Regions from separate parts of the Rattus norvegicus genome. Here region 2 is linked to region 1. A link is a contact called in public Hi-C data. All regions are on one chromosome and are shown on one strand. Each heading gives the region's core, a stretch centred on a gene start, on an enhancer-like site or on the middle of the called end of the contact. The rest is flanking DNA. Distances are from core to core; before and after follow the strand shown. Region 1 has its middle 22 kb from the start of Wdfy3. Region 2 overlaps Wdfy3 (WD repeat and FYVE domain containing 3).

Region 1 (7,492 bases), core at 3,509-6,008:
ACCGACCGCTTTAGTGTTTCTCAGGTTGGGTTTTACTTAGCAGTCATCGCCACGTGGGGACAGTTTACCTGTATCTGCAGTTGGGTGGTCTGTAGTACAGACAAGCGGAGCCTGTTGTGTGTCCCTAGGAAGGCCTTTTCATGCCTCTCCGCTTAGTCCTCAAGTCCTTGGCAACCGTTAATGTCCTCTGGGGAGCACCATCCAGATGCATGGTCGTACAGGATGTTGTCTTTTGTAACTTGGTGCATTCAGTGTAATGCCTGTGCTGTATGTAGAGCAGTGGAATAGCCGTGGGCTGGTCAGTGGGAACAACTGTGGCAATTGTTCTAGAGTAACAGTTATCATGGCCCATAGTAAGCTTTATAAACCAACACGAGAACTCACCCAAGGGCTCTGTTTAGCTGGTACTAACCAGCTCCAACAAACCGCTAACACTATGGCTTTTTTTTTTTTTTTTTTTTTTAAGCACGGTCCTGCCTTTTGTCTGTTCGTGATTGATACAGGTTTTGGTTAGTTAGGAGTACAGGTATTCTTGCCTTCAGCATGCAGGTCTGGTTTCCTTGACTTCATATGCAGAGGTCGAACTTTTAGGCCCTATCGGAAGTATCGAGGCAACTTGATCACGCTGCTGTACTGTTTGGCACGACTGCCAGCAGTGTCGCCATTCCTGGGCCAGCACCTCTTGTTGTTGGTTAGCCATTTATTGTGTCGATATCCATGTGAGCATGTGTTTTTAATATCTTTGGCTTCTTAGTTCATGTTTTCAGTAGTGTCTGGGACAGCAGGAAGTTTAGGACGCACGTCTCTCAGAACCCATTTTTGTCTCAGCTGTCAGCTACCTGTCTCACAGTGATAGCCGTAGCGTAATCCTCAGAGATTTTCCTCGTGACTTAGGACTTACTTACCTTTCATGTTGGGAAGTTAGCTCTTTGTAAGGAGATTGCTAAGAAATTTCTGTTTCAGCTCTTGCTCAGGCTTGGAAAAAAAAAAAATCCCAAGTTGCCATGCAGCTTGGGTTTCTGTTCGACTTTGCACTGAGGAGATTTTACCAAGGCCTTTTTAACAGTTCTAAAGCTAAAGCCAGGCGTGGTGCCAGCACTTGGGAGGAGGAGGCAGGCGCCCAGGAGTCTAAGGCTAGCCCCGGTTAAGTGGCAAGTTCGAGGGAAGTGCTGTATAGTTCTAGGGTAGGCGAAGTGTTGTGTTGAATTATATATATATTCATTGTAAACACTTAAAGTTTAAAAGTACTTATTTAAATTTTATGACACATGCACGTGTATGCAAACGCACCCCAAGAGGCCGGAGGTATGGGACCCCCTTGAGTTGGCCTTACGGGCAGTTGTGGGACTCATGACTCAGGTGCTGGGAATTGAACCCAGGTCCTTTGAAAAGCAGTATGCGCCTTGAATGGCTGAGCCATCATTCCAGCCCCCCCCCCCCCCCCCGTGCATTTAATGTTTAATAGTAAAATACATTTAATTAGTTAAATACATTTAGTCTAATAGTTTTAGAATACTATATTGTCAATTAGGCAGGAATTGTAAAATATGTAAGGAGTCAGATTACAATTTTGAATAATTACACTCGAGTACCTGCCATGTCAGACGCACCTGTGTAACCTCATCTGTTGGGTCATTGATTCTTTGTGACACTCATAACATGCATCTCGGGCAGGCGGCTTGCAAAACACTTGGAACAGCAGAGCTTAGAATCGAGTGGAAGAGACTATTAAACAGAGCCTCGCCTTAGTGATCCCCTGATGCATATGGGGCGGGGAGTCCCAAGAACCCTGATCTCAGATTAGTCAGGATTTCCTGCAGAAGCCCCCTTTACCTGGAGAAATCCAGAGTGCCAGGGGGGTGACTTGGCTTCCGGTGACAACAGGATGTGCAGATTCCCTCAGGAGGAGGGAGGCTGAATAGCAATGCTGTTTTCAGTCTAGTCCTTCACTCACTGCCCAACCTAATCTAGATTTAGGATGGCTAATACAAGAAAACTTGAGAAAAATCCAAACAGCAGGTCTGTTCTCTGCTACTGAGTTGTTATTTTGATAATTTGCCGTAGGTGGGGGCATTTATGGACTGAATACATTTAACTGTGTAGACTTTGATGTTACCCTCAGTCTGTGTTAAAACAAAATCACTACAGGAAAATGCAGTCGTGGCGTTGCTTTTTAGCATGTGTTCTTGGTTAAAGCATGTTTGGTATTTGTGACTACCATTGTGTTTTTTATTACGCACTATTTGTTAGCCTGTAAAGATACGATTTTTTTTTTTGATGCTAACATAAGGTGATATTTAGGTTTTCACAAGGAGAAACATATCTGACACCTAGTCATTCACTTAACATTTTGAAATAGTAGATGTGTAATTTTCTTCTTCTCATTTTGAGACCTGGTCTCTGTAGAATCCATTCTGCACTCTCCTCCTCTTGATGGCTAGCCTTCCTGACCGTTGGTCTGCACTGTCCTCTTGATGGCTGGCCTTCCTGACTGTTAGCAGTACTGTCCTTTTGGAGTCTACCATATCCAACTGCCATTTAATTAAAACAGAGCAGAACCAGCCCAAACCATACTGTTGAGTTCTACATCTGTATGCTGATATCCAACTGCTAGTCCGTGTGTAGCCACTGCGCGGTTGCTCAGGCCTGTCCACCTCAACATGTCTGAAACCTCCCTGGTTTCCTTCTCCCCCAGAGTTTATCCACTGTGCCTGCCTTCTTAGCTTTTTATGCTTCATCTCCTGTGCGGTTACGAGATTGAGACCCAGAATTCGTCACCCATTCCTCGGGAGTCCTGAGATCCACAGTCGCAGATGTCTCAGTCCTAATGCCTTCATCTTCTAAATATTACTCCTCATTGGCCTCCCGCCCCCCAAGATGCTTTTCAGCCCCCTGATTGCTTGGTGAAGGGTTACAGTGATCTTGTAATGATCTCAGCTCCATTCTACCCCAGTTTCCCCATAGATGCCCCTTTCATAATAAATTCTCTTTGTAAATTTTGAAAACTGTGAAACCTTTCACAGATTCATTTCCCCCCCTGCATAGAATCCTCGAATTTCTTGAGTTAGTATCCAATTTCTATGAAAGCAGTCAGCCCCGGTGGAGACAAAGGCCCACTTGACCTGGCCACAGCTCCTCCAGTCCTTTCTCTGTTGGCCACTGATTGTCCAGGGAGCACCTTCTGTCTGCTGTGGTGCACACTGCAAGGTTGTAGAGCTCTCTAACTTGGTGCAAATGGTACAGTGGAGGCATTGATGCCAACCGCGTGCCGTCGTCAGCTACATGGACAACAGCAGCCACTCTGAGCGCTGTTACAGTGTTTGCTATAGCCGTGGGTTCCCCCATGTCCCTGAAGGGCTGTAGGTACCATAGAGGAACAGGCTGGGTTGGTTCAGAGGATAAAGGCAGGACTGGGGTGCTGTGTGGGTGGGAGGAACGCTTTGTGGTAGAGAAGACATGTGAAGTTGTTGGGGAGAGGAAAGGCTGTAGATCTGAGAGGAGAGTTAATGCTGAGACAGGAGGATGTGTGCTGTGTACAGAGAGAGAAGGAAAGGGCAGGCTACAGAGAGGCCAGAGGAGAGCAGCAGTCCGTGTCCTTTGTAGGGACTTTGATTTCTGAGTGCGAGATTTTTTTGGCCCATGTTGCGTTCTCTGCAGGGGCAGAGACGTGTTCCTGGCTTCCTCCTGAAGGCTCAAAGCATGGCGTCCTCCCTGGCCTCTTATGGTCCACGGGTGGTCTGCTGGGTTAGAGCAGAGAGTCGCTCCTTAGTCAGTCTCCTGTTCTTAGGTCAGGGTCTCTGGGGTGTGGAGGGGAGGGCAGGATCTCTTTTCAGTTCCAGAGCTCCGGTTTCAGTGTGTAAATGTTTGTGAAATTATGGAATTGCTGAGAATGGGGTCTGTCGTTGATAACTGGGTAGTGGACACCCTGGGGTGCTGCGGTGAGGTGAGTCATGGCTCCCAGGATGCGGAGTCGGCAGCACCCTGAGGATTTTATACTGTGTGTATGGGTGCTCAGTAAATCCATGTGAGTGGTCAAGTGCAGAGCCACGTGCTGACTCCGAGACTCTTCATCTACTTCCCCCAAGTGGACATCTCCCCAATCCCACAATGCATCTCACCACTGCCTTATCCCCCACACTGATGCCATGCTCAGGAAATGCTACAGTAGCAAAGAGATGGAGACATCACCACAAGCTAAACGTAGGGGTTCATTACAGAGGGTCAGCTCATTCATTCATTCTCCCCTTGCCTTTTTATACAAGACATTTTTTAGGTTAATTTTTGTATGGCCTCATTAGTCTTTATTTGCAAAACATCGGTAGGTCTAGAATATAAATTCTGCATACCTATATATAGAAACGCGAGTCTTTCAGAATTTTAAAAATTTAGCACCCAAAACGCAGCCAACGGTGTTTCTTACTGTTTCGTTTGGCTGAGCAAGGATTTATCCTGTAGTTTATTTACTCAACCCGGTTGGTTTAGGACTTTGGTGGGGGAGGGGGGGTTGAGTCTAGATGTCTCAAATTCCAACAGAGACCTTTCAGATCTGGAGCGAGCATTTTAGTCCCATCCTGGGCATTTGCCACCATTTGCCACCTGCAGTTCTAGGCCAGCCGCTTCTAGTCTTCAGACTCCCAAACCCCGAAGTTCCTGCTTTTTTTTTTAACTTCTGGGGAAGGGCCCTGGGAGACCTCAATGCAGACCCTGCAGAGGCTGTTAAGTCTAGAGGGAAAGCACTCACACCTGTCAGTCATGTGGATCTTGCCTCCCATTACTCTTTAACCAAAAGGCATCATGTCCAGGAGGCCGAACACAGCAGCTCATGAATACTGGGTTATTGATCTTACATAATGTGTTATAGTTTGACCATCTAAGCGGCTGATTTCACTGAAGACTCCTGGGCTGCTGTTTGTGTTTAGTGCTCCCGTGCGAACAAGGTTTGGGTTTTATTTCTCCGTCAGAGTGGTCTCATGCGCTTGGGGCTTTTCAGTAAAGGTTTTTCTTTTTTTTTTTCCCCGTTAAAGTTTTAGCCCCTAGTTAAACTTTTTAACTTTGCTTCCCTTTGTGTATTAGTGTGTTTGAGTGTGCCCTGTGGTTTTACCTGAGTGTGCCCTGTGGTTTTACCTGGTGTTAAGGCCCCTCGTCATTTCCGCATCATTCTTCTTGACGGTCCACAACAGAGCAGTGCTGCCCTACCTACTGCAGCAAGGGTGGGGCGTCACCTGGTTCCCGGCCCAGGGAGAGCTGGCTTCAGTGGGACTTCAGTCCGGCATTGGGTGAGATTGGAAGCTGGGCTTAGAAGCTGTAAGTCAGCGAGCTGGTCTGTGGGAAGGCACTGTAGACTTAAAGAGTGGTTCTTGCCACTTCCCACTAGATGAGCGTTTACAGAGGTATCTTAGCGGCCCGACCCTTCTATGTATGGTCTTGTCCCTTTAGAGTGTCTCTCAGCCTTCCTGATGCTGCAACCCTGTGTAGTACAGTTCCTCAAGTTGTGGTGACCCCCCCCTAAACCATAGAGTCGTTTCACTGTTAATTTTGCCTACTGTATGGATTGTAATGTAAACATCTGTATTTTCTGAAGGTCTTAGGTAACCCCTGTGAAAGAGTCCTTCGAACCCTAAGGGGTTGAGACCCACACACAGGTTGAGAACCGATGCTCTGAGGCCTTTGTTACTACTGTGAAAGATCCGAATTAAAGCTCAGAGGTAAGGCTCCTCTCTCTGCTGTGTGCAGGTCGTCTAGCCTGTCTAACCTCCTCGCCAGCCCTTTTCATTCCAGATCCTCTTCTTAGTACTGACAGCTGAGCTCCTCCCCATAGCCTCAGTTTGCTTGGTTTCTTAAGCCTTTGGTACTTAGTGGAGTGGAGATCATGTGACAAGGTAGTTTCTGACACATCATTGGTATGTCAACACATAATGAATCGTACATGGTCAGTACCAGCACAGCCCAGCTTCCTCTTCCTGTATGCAGTTTCTTCTTGGTGTAGTTGATATTTCATCTCAGACGGGAGGTTCCTATGGGCCTGTTTCCCGCTGTTCTTCAGCCAGTGTGGACTCTGAGGAGGCCTACCATCTGCATTGGAAAAGAAGAATCTAAAACTTGGCCCTTATTGGGTTTGTTAGAGAGTTGAGCTTAAGGATTTTGTGTTACCTGCTGCTTTTAAACCTGCTCTGACCAAAGTCCCCGAGTAGACAAATCACACATGAGCTGCGATATGGGAAGTGTTCTAATTTTGCAAGGGACTCAGCATTTTTACAAGAATTTCTGCCACTCTGTCTTCTCAAACTGTGGAAATTACTTAGTATATTTTAAGCACAAGTTTGGACACTTTGCCTGTTTTAATTTCACTGAATATTAAAACCGTTTATTACCTTACCGATTGTTTTGAAGTGTTTATAAGTGCACAGAAGTCAGAGAGAGAGAGAGAGAGAGAGAGAGAGAGAGAGAGAGAGACTCTCGTTCCATCACCCAGCTAACAGCCACGTGCCAGCTGCTTGAGTGACTTACATCCTATTACTAAGAGCATCTGACCTCTTCACTTGGAACAATGTTGGCAGGTGCAGGAATGTGGATGCCTTTGTCCCGTGTCTCCTCTACTAGGCAGCCCAGGAAAGGGGCTTCTTTCCTCCATTTCCTGCTGATAGTTAACTGGGCTAATAGCTGGCTATTTTCAGCTTGGTAAATCTGTCAAAGCCATGGCCAATAGTCATGTAAAAATTTAATTACATGGCATTTTCTCCATAATTCTCCTTTTTTAACAACTTCCTCTTTTAATAAGTACTGAATTGGCTTACTGGGTACTTTCATCCCTAACATGTAAAAGAAGGCAGAGTGAGATATGTTCAGTCATCAGTCTGGGTTAATTACTGTTGGGCATGCTCAGTTTAGAGGAGCTGTTGTGGGGAAGGGAGGGTGTTTGTATCACACTTAGATGAAGCAATAAACACCACCATCACAGACAGTGTCCAGTCAGCACAATGTTGTACTTTAAACATGGCAAGGCATGAAGTTGGTTTTCATTATACATTTGAGTAATATGTACGTAATAATAATCATCATAGAATTATGTAAGCCTTATGAACACTGCTAAGGGCTTGGGATTTAGCGCACTTGGTGGAATCCTTAGGTGGCACACACAAAGCTGTGAGTTATAGCACCCTGTCCCCACAAGCACTGAATAAAATGGGGCACAGTGTTAACATGCCTGCCTCTAATCCCAGCCTGGGGAAGGTTGAGGTTCAGACATTCAAGATCATTCTCTGCTACATTAGCTAGTTCAAGGCCAGCCAGGGCTTCATGAGACCCTGTTTCAAAATTGAAATAAAGTAAAATAAGAAAGGTTGATTGTTACTCTTGGGAAATGTGCAGCATCACTGTTGGGGGCGTGTCTTCCTTGTCTCTTTTCCGTTCCTCTTAGAAATCCCTAGGTAAACTTACCATCAGATTTTGAGTAGCGTCTCAGTATCTCTGACTCTTAATTGTATGTTCTTAC
Region 2 (7,492 bases), core at 3,292-5,791, 130 kb after region 1:
CTTGATTGAAAGTAACTGGAGACGAAGAAAATGAACGATGAATGTGGTCTTGAGCAGAGTCCAAATAAGACTTAAATTTTTCTTTCCGTAGGCATGCATTTCACTGCGTTTCAACTCCACCTGTGTACCCTGCGAAAAGCGTCACCGACCTAAAACTTCAGGTGACAAGCTCACCCCTGCCGAGCTCCGAGGCCGTCATCATCCACCCCGGGGCCATGTTAGCCATGCTCGACTTGCTGGCCTCTGTGGGCTCAGTGACACAGCCAGAAGTAAGTTGGGTCATGGTAGTTGTTGGTTTAGTCAGAGAAAGGGCGGTGTGTTTCCCTGAGGAGTAAAGACAGGGAAGAGCATGGAACGTAGCCAGCCAGTTAAATCCACAGTAGGAGGTTCCCGTTGAGCCAGGCCTTCCAGATATCCATTCTGGTTTTGAATACAGTTGATGCCACTTAATACCACTAGGGCTCCAGTGTTTGCTTCTGGTCTGAGACTCTCAGTTTCCCCTGAAGAGTTCAGCCCAGCACTGGAAATGGCTCAGAGGTGACACAGAAGGAAACGTGCCTACAGACACCACAGTGAGCCTGTTTGTTGATCCGTTCTGTCCTGGAACACTCAGAAGTTTGAGGTGCTTACAGTTGGGGTGGCCATTTCTGTTAAAATGCTGTGTGGTTCCCAAGCCCCAAATGTGAATGACCAACTTCCTTTAAAGCTGGTTGTCTGACACTGTGAAAAAGGCTTTACACTCCAGATACGGTGTCACACAGCTTTAATACCAGCACTCGGAAGGCAGACGGAGGCCATTCTCTTAAGTTCAAGGCCAGCCTGGTCTGCATATTAAGTTCTTGGCTACATAGTGAAGCCCTGTCTTAAAAAGAAAAGGGGCCTTTACACCTACAGTTTCTGGGATGTGCGTATGTTTTCAAGCAGCACATAGGAAGAACTACTGCCTGTGTCACTAAGGATGCCCTGGTGACAAACATCTCTCTGACACTTTGTTAACTCTAGCATGCTTTGGACCTTCAACTTGCCGTGGCCAATATTTTACAATCCCTGGTGCACACGGAGCGGAACCAACAGGTCATGTGTGAAGCCGGTCTTCACGCACGGTTGCTGCAGAGGTGCGGCGCTGCACTAGCCGACGAGGACCACTCGCTGCACCCTCCCCTGCAGCGCATGTTTGAACGCTTGGCCTCCCAGGCCTTGGAACCCATGGTGCTGAGGTCAGTACGTCCGTCTCGGTATTTACGCAAGTCAGGAAAGGCAGTCCTTGGAGTCTTTGCTCTCTGGTCTGACCTCGTGGCGAAGGCCCACAGTCTCAGGTACTCAGGAAGCCGGACCGGGGGATCCTAAATGCAAGGACTGACGGGCGGTGATAGTCTGGAGAGCTCAGAGCCGTGCTTCCTCCCAAGGAAACGTGAATGGAGTCCGGGCTGAGGCTCGGTGCTTGTCTAGCATGCAGGACGCCTTGGGACCAGTTCCTGGTACCATAGACAGTCACAGCTTTCCTTTCATGGGCTTAATATAGATTAAATGTGGACAAACCACAACCAAACTAAATAAACTATTTAGAAATGGTACAGCTCCATGCCTAGCTCTCAGGAGTGCGGGGCAGGAGGATTGTGAGATGAGGTAAGGCCGGACTGGTACGCCATGATGATTCATACCTTGGTTCTAAAAATAAATAAATGGATGGATGGATGGATAGATAGATAGATAGATGAATAAATAAATATAAATAAATAAGTGGATAGATAGATAGATAGATAGATAGATAGATAGATAAGTAAATAGATAGATAGCTGTGTGGTGAGCAACATGTGTGCTTACTAACAACATCTCAGTCTATGGCTTATTTCTTACCCTTGAATCTAGAAAACTCATTTTCCTTTAAGATCATATCATACTTCTTAAGAATAGGAGTTAAATCTATTTTGTATTTAAGGATATTTTGTTGTTAGAACTCTTTTTAAAGGGGCTAGCGAGATGGCTCAGTGGTTAAGAGCACATGCGCTTTCAGAGGACCCAGCACCCCTATCCGGTTATTCACAACTGCTTGTATTTCCAGCTCCAGGGCACTCTGACTCGCCTTCAGCTCCGTGTAGACACTGCAGTAACGCACAGACCTATGTTGAGGCGTACACACACACTCATATAACTACAACTGAAATAAAACTTAAATAAAGTGCTTCGTAAAGTAAAACATATATTTATATTTTCAAGTAATTCTATGTTACAGTTCTTGGGAAGACCAGAGTTCATTATCTCTCTCACCCAGTCTTCCGTGGTTCCAGCTTCTGCCGGTTTACCACAGTATCCGCAGGAAGGTGGCCCTGTGTCATCCATGCACACACGCATTTCTTTCTTTCTGTTGGGATCCATGTGTAAGTCCACCCTTGCTTTTCGGAGGTGGGCTTTTATTAGGTAGTGCAAGCAGTTTATTTCCTGACACCCACAATCTCCCTCGTCAGCCTCCTGGGTGCTGGGATTACAGGCGTGTACCAGGTGCATTTTATGTGACCGCTGCACAGTTGTAGATCCCACGAGGATCTTGCTCACGCTGCCCCTCTGTGTCCTACACACCCCTGTCCTGCAGTCCCTGACTGGCGTACCTTTTCGTCCTACACACCCCCTCCGACCGTCCCTTTCCAGCTCCATGATTTTGTCATGTTGGAAATGTTTTGCTTGCACACGTCCTATATAACACGTGACATTTGTAGATAGGTACTTTTCCTTTATCACAGTGGGCACACGTGTGTGCATATGTGTGTTCTGAGAATCGAGCACTCTTCCACTGAGTATGTCTCTAGCTCATGAAGAAGGCAAGTGTTTTCACTCGAGACAAATGCTGTCTTTACAAATGGAACCTGGTTAGTTTTTAAATGTGTGTGTATGTGTGTGGGGGGGGGGGGTGAGATGGCTCAGCAGTAAAAGCGTTGGTTGCTATTCCTGCAGACACACATTGGGACTTAAAACTCTCTTTAACCCAGGTCCAGGGGATCTGAAACTCTCTTCTGGCTTCTCTGGTCACCAAACACATGTGTGGTGCACAGCCATACTTAGAGGCAAAACACCCATATACATAAAATTAAAGCAAATCTTAAAAAAAAAAAACCCTTCAGTTTACTTCAAAATCATACAGCCAAGTAAATGTAGTCATACATTACCTTTTCCGTTCTTTTAAAAATACACCTGTGGGCTGCTGTTCTGAGACCATACACGGTGTCTGTGATTGCTCTCGCCTTCCGTTGAAGTGCTGTCATGGTATGAAACTTTAAAGGCTTTACAAAAACATGGTTGAGGTGTTATTTGTGCTTTTTAAAGCCCATTCCAAAGTTATTATTGATTAAGAAAAATACTTGACGTAAACACGTGTCGAACAGAATCCTATGCGGTGTCATGGCAGCTTACGTGCCCGGCTCTGAAGGAATCCTACGTGTGCCATTGCTAGCCAGTGTGCTTTGTGTGCACACCTTGTTTCGGAGGACATGCTTCACGGACTGTGTCTCCTACCCTTTGCAATCCTCTGCAGTCTTTCTGGTGCTTAGAACAAGAACAGAAGTAGCTTGTTTTATAGCCACTACAGACATGGGGCCTTGCTCCCCTAGTCTGACACATCGTAACTTGAACCCTTCATCTGAGATGTAAGAAAACATCGGTAACCAGATAAAGAAGGAGCTTTCTCACAGAAGAAGTGGGAAACTAAAATACCACATAGTAGATTCCATAGTAGCAGTGTTGTAGAATTTATTTAAGGGCAGCTTGTCCAAAAATCGTAGGGAGGTTGGCTTTCTAGAAGAATGACAGTTTAGAAGTAGAATACGGAAGATAAGTATCCTGATTGGATTGGGGAAAAACATGGAGTCTCTCTGCAGTGAGAGAGACAGGCGTCATAAGAAGTCAGTTTGTGGGTGGGTGAAAAGGGAGTGCAATGAAGGGGTGTGGAAGGTAACTCATGTCACTCTCATGTCACTGTGGCCTTCCCTGGCAGCCTGTGGGGAACTGGGGTTTCCATGTGCCAGGAACGAGCAGCCATTGACGTGTTGAGCAGGACAGTGACAGTGAGTAGATGGTGTTGGGACCCGGTGGGAGCCCCTGGAGGTGACACAGACTGCTCCTAGACACAGAAACAGGGCGCTCAGTCTGGGTGCCCTTAGACGGCTGCCGAGGACAGGCACGTCAGATTAGCACGGTTTGGGGATTTTATGAATGTAGAAAGCAAAGTGAATGGAAGACTCCAAGCCTGTTTCAGTGTTGCTGGGTAGAAGGTGACGTAAGGGACTGGGGTCCTCTGGGGTGCATAGTAGATGCACAGCTTATGTGGTGACTGTAATATGAAATTAACATCATATGTCGTGTCATAATAACTACTCGTTACAGTCCATCATCCCCCACCCCTTGACTCGGTGTCTGTAATCTCAGTGGAGCGTACCTTTGCTTTCTCTTCTCAGGGAGTTTTTGCGTTTGGCAAGCCCTCTGAACTGTGGTGCGTGGGACAAAAAGCTGCTGAAACAGTACAGGGTTCACAAACCAAGTTCGCTGAGCTTCGAGCCGGACATGAGAAGTAAGCTGAGCTCGGAGCTTCCTGGTCATGGTCATGGTTATGGTTCATTTTGTCTGTCACTCAAATCCACGTGGCTGGGGGTGGGTCTGTGTGAGAACTATTATAAAGAAAGGAGGTCACTGCTGTTCAGTCAGTGACATACAGTCAGGTTGGTTAACCCAGTGAGAGAACACTTGGGGTGTGTAAGGAGTGATGGGCAGTGTAAGGAGACAGGCAGCTTAGCCCCTGGTGTAGGGGAGGGAGCACACTCCTTCACCTCAGAGGATTCTCTCTATCTCTCTCCCAAGTGGCCTTTGCAGCCTGGACTGGGGAATGTCCATGATCACGCTGTTTAAATGCAGCAGTCTGTTTGCAGGGCATAACAAAGAAGTCAAATCATGCCTCAGAGGGAAGAACGGAAGCTAGGTGGCTTCTGGAGTCAGGTGTCCTGGGATTGGAAGGCAGGTGTCCTGGGATTGGAAGGCAGGTGTCCTGGGATTGGAAGGCAGGTGTGTGGGGATTGGAAGGCAGGTGTGCTGGGATTGGAAGGCAGGTGTCCTGGGATTGGAAGGCAGGTGTGTGGGGATTGGAAGGCAGGTGTGCTGGGATTGGAAGGCAGGTGTCCTGGGATTGGAAGGCAGGTGTGCTGGGATTGGAAGGCAGGTGTGCTGGGATTGGAAGGCAGGTGTCCTGGGATTGGAAGGCAGGTGTGTGGGGATTGGAAGGCAGGTGTCCTGGGATTGAAAGGCAGATGTGCTGGGATTGGAAGGCAGGTGTCCTGGGATTGGAAGGGAGCTGTGCTGTGATCTATCACATGAAGGAAACAACTCGTCCAGCAGGATTGTTTGGATGGAACAATAGAGGAATAAGGGAGACAAGGGGAGATAGGGCCCCTAGACATTGTGGTAGATCTGCTGAGTAGCCTCCGAGGAGATGTCACACTACGCAGAGGGAAGAAAAATGACCAAGGGAGTGAGTACAACGTAGGCCCTGCCTACTCTGTCAGGATCATGGCAGACCAACAGGCACCATCCACCCAAACTGGCGGGCAGTGTCTTAGTAAAGCCTACCACTGGATCTCTGATTAATCCTATGGTTTTTGGATTTCCTCCCATGGTTAATTCTGTGGTTTTGTACATTTTCTTTTTCCGGAGATTCTGTTTGATCAGCGTGGTGGAAAGGCTGCTAAGGTAGAATTAGAATAAATAAATTAGTATTTAATGCCAGTGCACCATGCAGGACAGTTCATAGGAAGTCAGAGAGACTGCCTTCCCCTGGGTTGTCCTTTGGTTTTTGATGTGCTGGTGACTAATCCAAGGCCCTCCCCTGTGCTAGGCCGCTGCTCTATCCCTGAGATACATCCTCCAAGCTCACAATGACAGCTTTGAAAGGCAGAAATGTGCCTCTCATCATTCCCTGCAGTTGTGAGGGGAGACTTCTGAAGTCGGCGTATCAGCCCTCAGCCATTGCTCCCTGCTGCCAGGGATCGCCATTGCTACTCTAGCATGGTTTCATGGGAAGGCAGGATATGATAGCTTTTCATATTCGTTAATATACATCCCTTTATGTCCTGTTTGCCCTTTTTGTATTATACCCAGTCCTTTAGAATTGAGTTTTAATTTCCTTTCTTAAGAAGAGAGACAAAGTAGGTAGTCCCTGAAAGAGTATTAGAACACAGTTGTGGTTGATCCAGTATCAGACACATTGAAGGGAAATGGTTTGTGCTCTGGTGCGGTTCTTCACAGAGAACATTTTCTGTTGGTTTGAGACGTTTCTGGAAAGATAGGACTGCTTGTCAGCACTCGTGCGTGCGTAGACGCACAGTGTTTTTACGGTCGTTTTTATTGTGATAGATTTAAGGATTCACAAGACAGAGGAAGGCAGGAGAAGTGAGTGTTGCGTTCATCCCTGAGACAGCAAATTCCTTTCTGTTCTGGTGCTTCTAGGGGAAATGCCTTCCTTCCGAAGAGAAATGATAAGCAGTGTTGTGAAGTAAGAGCCCCCCCCCCAACTGAGATTGAAGCCATGATTGTGGGTGCTGCTTTTATTCCTGTCAGCACTCGTGTCTGATGTCTCTGCAGTGTATACATGGCTTTGATCGTAATTTAAAAGGGAAAACAAGTTCTTCGAGTCTGAAAGGGGACAAGCACCATTACCACTGCACAAGTGTCCTTGGTATTGGAAATAACTCTAGCGTATGAAAATAGCTCAGTCAGGTGAAGTTACCGTAAAATTCTGAGCATTCCCCAAGTTATTCTGTGTCGCACGCAGGTAGCGTGGTCACCTCTCTGGAAGGTCTGGGCTCCGACAGCGTTTTCAGCTCACATGAAGATAACCATTACCGGATAAGCAAAAGTCTGGTGAAGTCTGCAGAAGGAAGCACTGTGCCCTTGACCAGGGTGAAGTGTCTCGTCTCCATGACAACCCCTCATGACATCAGACTTCATGGTTCATCTGTTACTCCAGCTTTCGTTGAATTTGACACATCCCTTGAAGGCTTTGGGTAAGGAAACTACAAGGGGGCCAGGCCTTGCTCTCATGAGAGCTTTGCAAATAGACTTCGGGTTTAAATTGCTGGGCTGACACGTTCTGTGATCCGTACGATGGCGTGTGTCCTCACGTGATTCCGGTTCTGTGAGCATGCTGTTTTTAAGATTTCCGAGTTCAGCTTTCTGAATCATTTATCATATTGACTATGCTGGTGTAATACTGGAGTTAATAACTGACGTTCCATGGTTGAGAAAGGCCTTTTTTTTAAGTGTGATTGTGGATGAGGACATTTTACCATGTCACATGCAGTCCATTCCTGTGACTTTGCTGAGTGGCAGAAGTGTGTCACCCTAGTAGGAAGTCTTCTGCACCAAGCAAGGGTCTCATGGGGCTCCATCCAGAAAGCTGGCCAACTTGTGGCGGTGTCAGCGTGAGATACAGATGACGGATAGAGTTAGGAGTCAG

Evidence for each region. A called contact is a pair of places that touch in the nucleus more often than the background predicts.
Region 2: a contact with region 1 is called in a Hi-C map of kidney, with 2.3 times the contacts expected there. The contact joins two enhancer-like sites. A contact is called at or near these places in 5 of 12 Hi-C or Micro-C datasets (frontal cortex, kidney and liver).

Annotation. Positions count from the first base shown.
Region 1 is chr14:7,885,138-7,892,629 of GRCr8, forward strand. It overlaps a transcript of Wdfy3 not described here. Among named protein-coding and RNA genes, the nearest start is that of Wdfy3, 22 kb to the right of the region's middle. Within about 2 kb of position 4,759, at least 11 of the 93 cell types and tissues checked have an H3K27ac peak or open chromatin away from gene starts, as enhancers often do. A contact at or near this core is called in kidney, where this site is marked.
Region 2 is chr14:8,019,115-8,026,606 of GRCr8, forward strand. It overlaps Wdfy3 (WD repeat and FYVE domain containing 3), which reads left to right. Exons shown (of 66, transcript NM_001170551.3): 15 at 92-269; 16 at 1,003-1,217; 17 at 4,446-4,558; 18 at 6,809-7,040. Among named protein-coding and RNA genes, the nearest start is that of Wdfy3, 110 kb to the left of the region's middle. Within about 2 kb of position 4,542, at least 1 of the 93 cell types and tissues checked has an H3K27ac peak or open chromatin away from gene starts, as enhancers often do. A contact at or near this core is called in kidney, where this site is marked.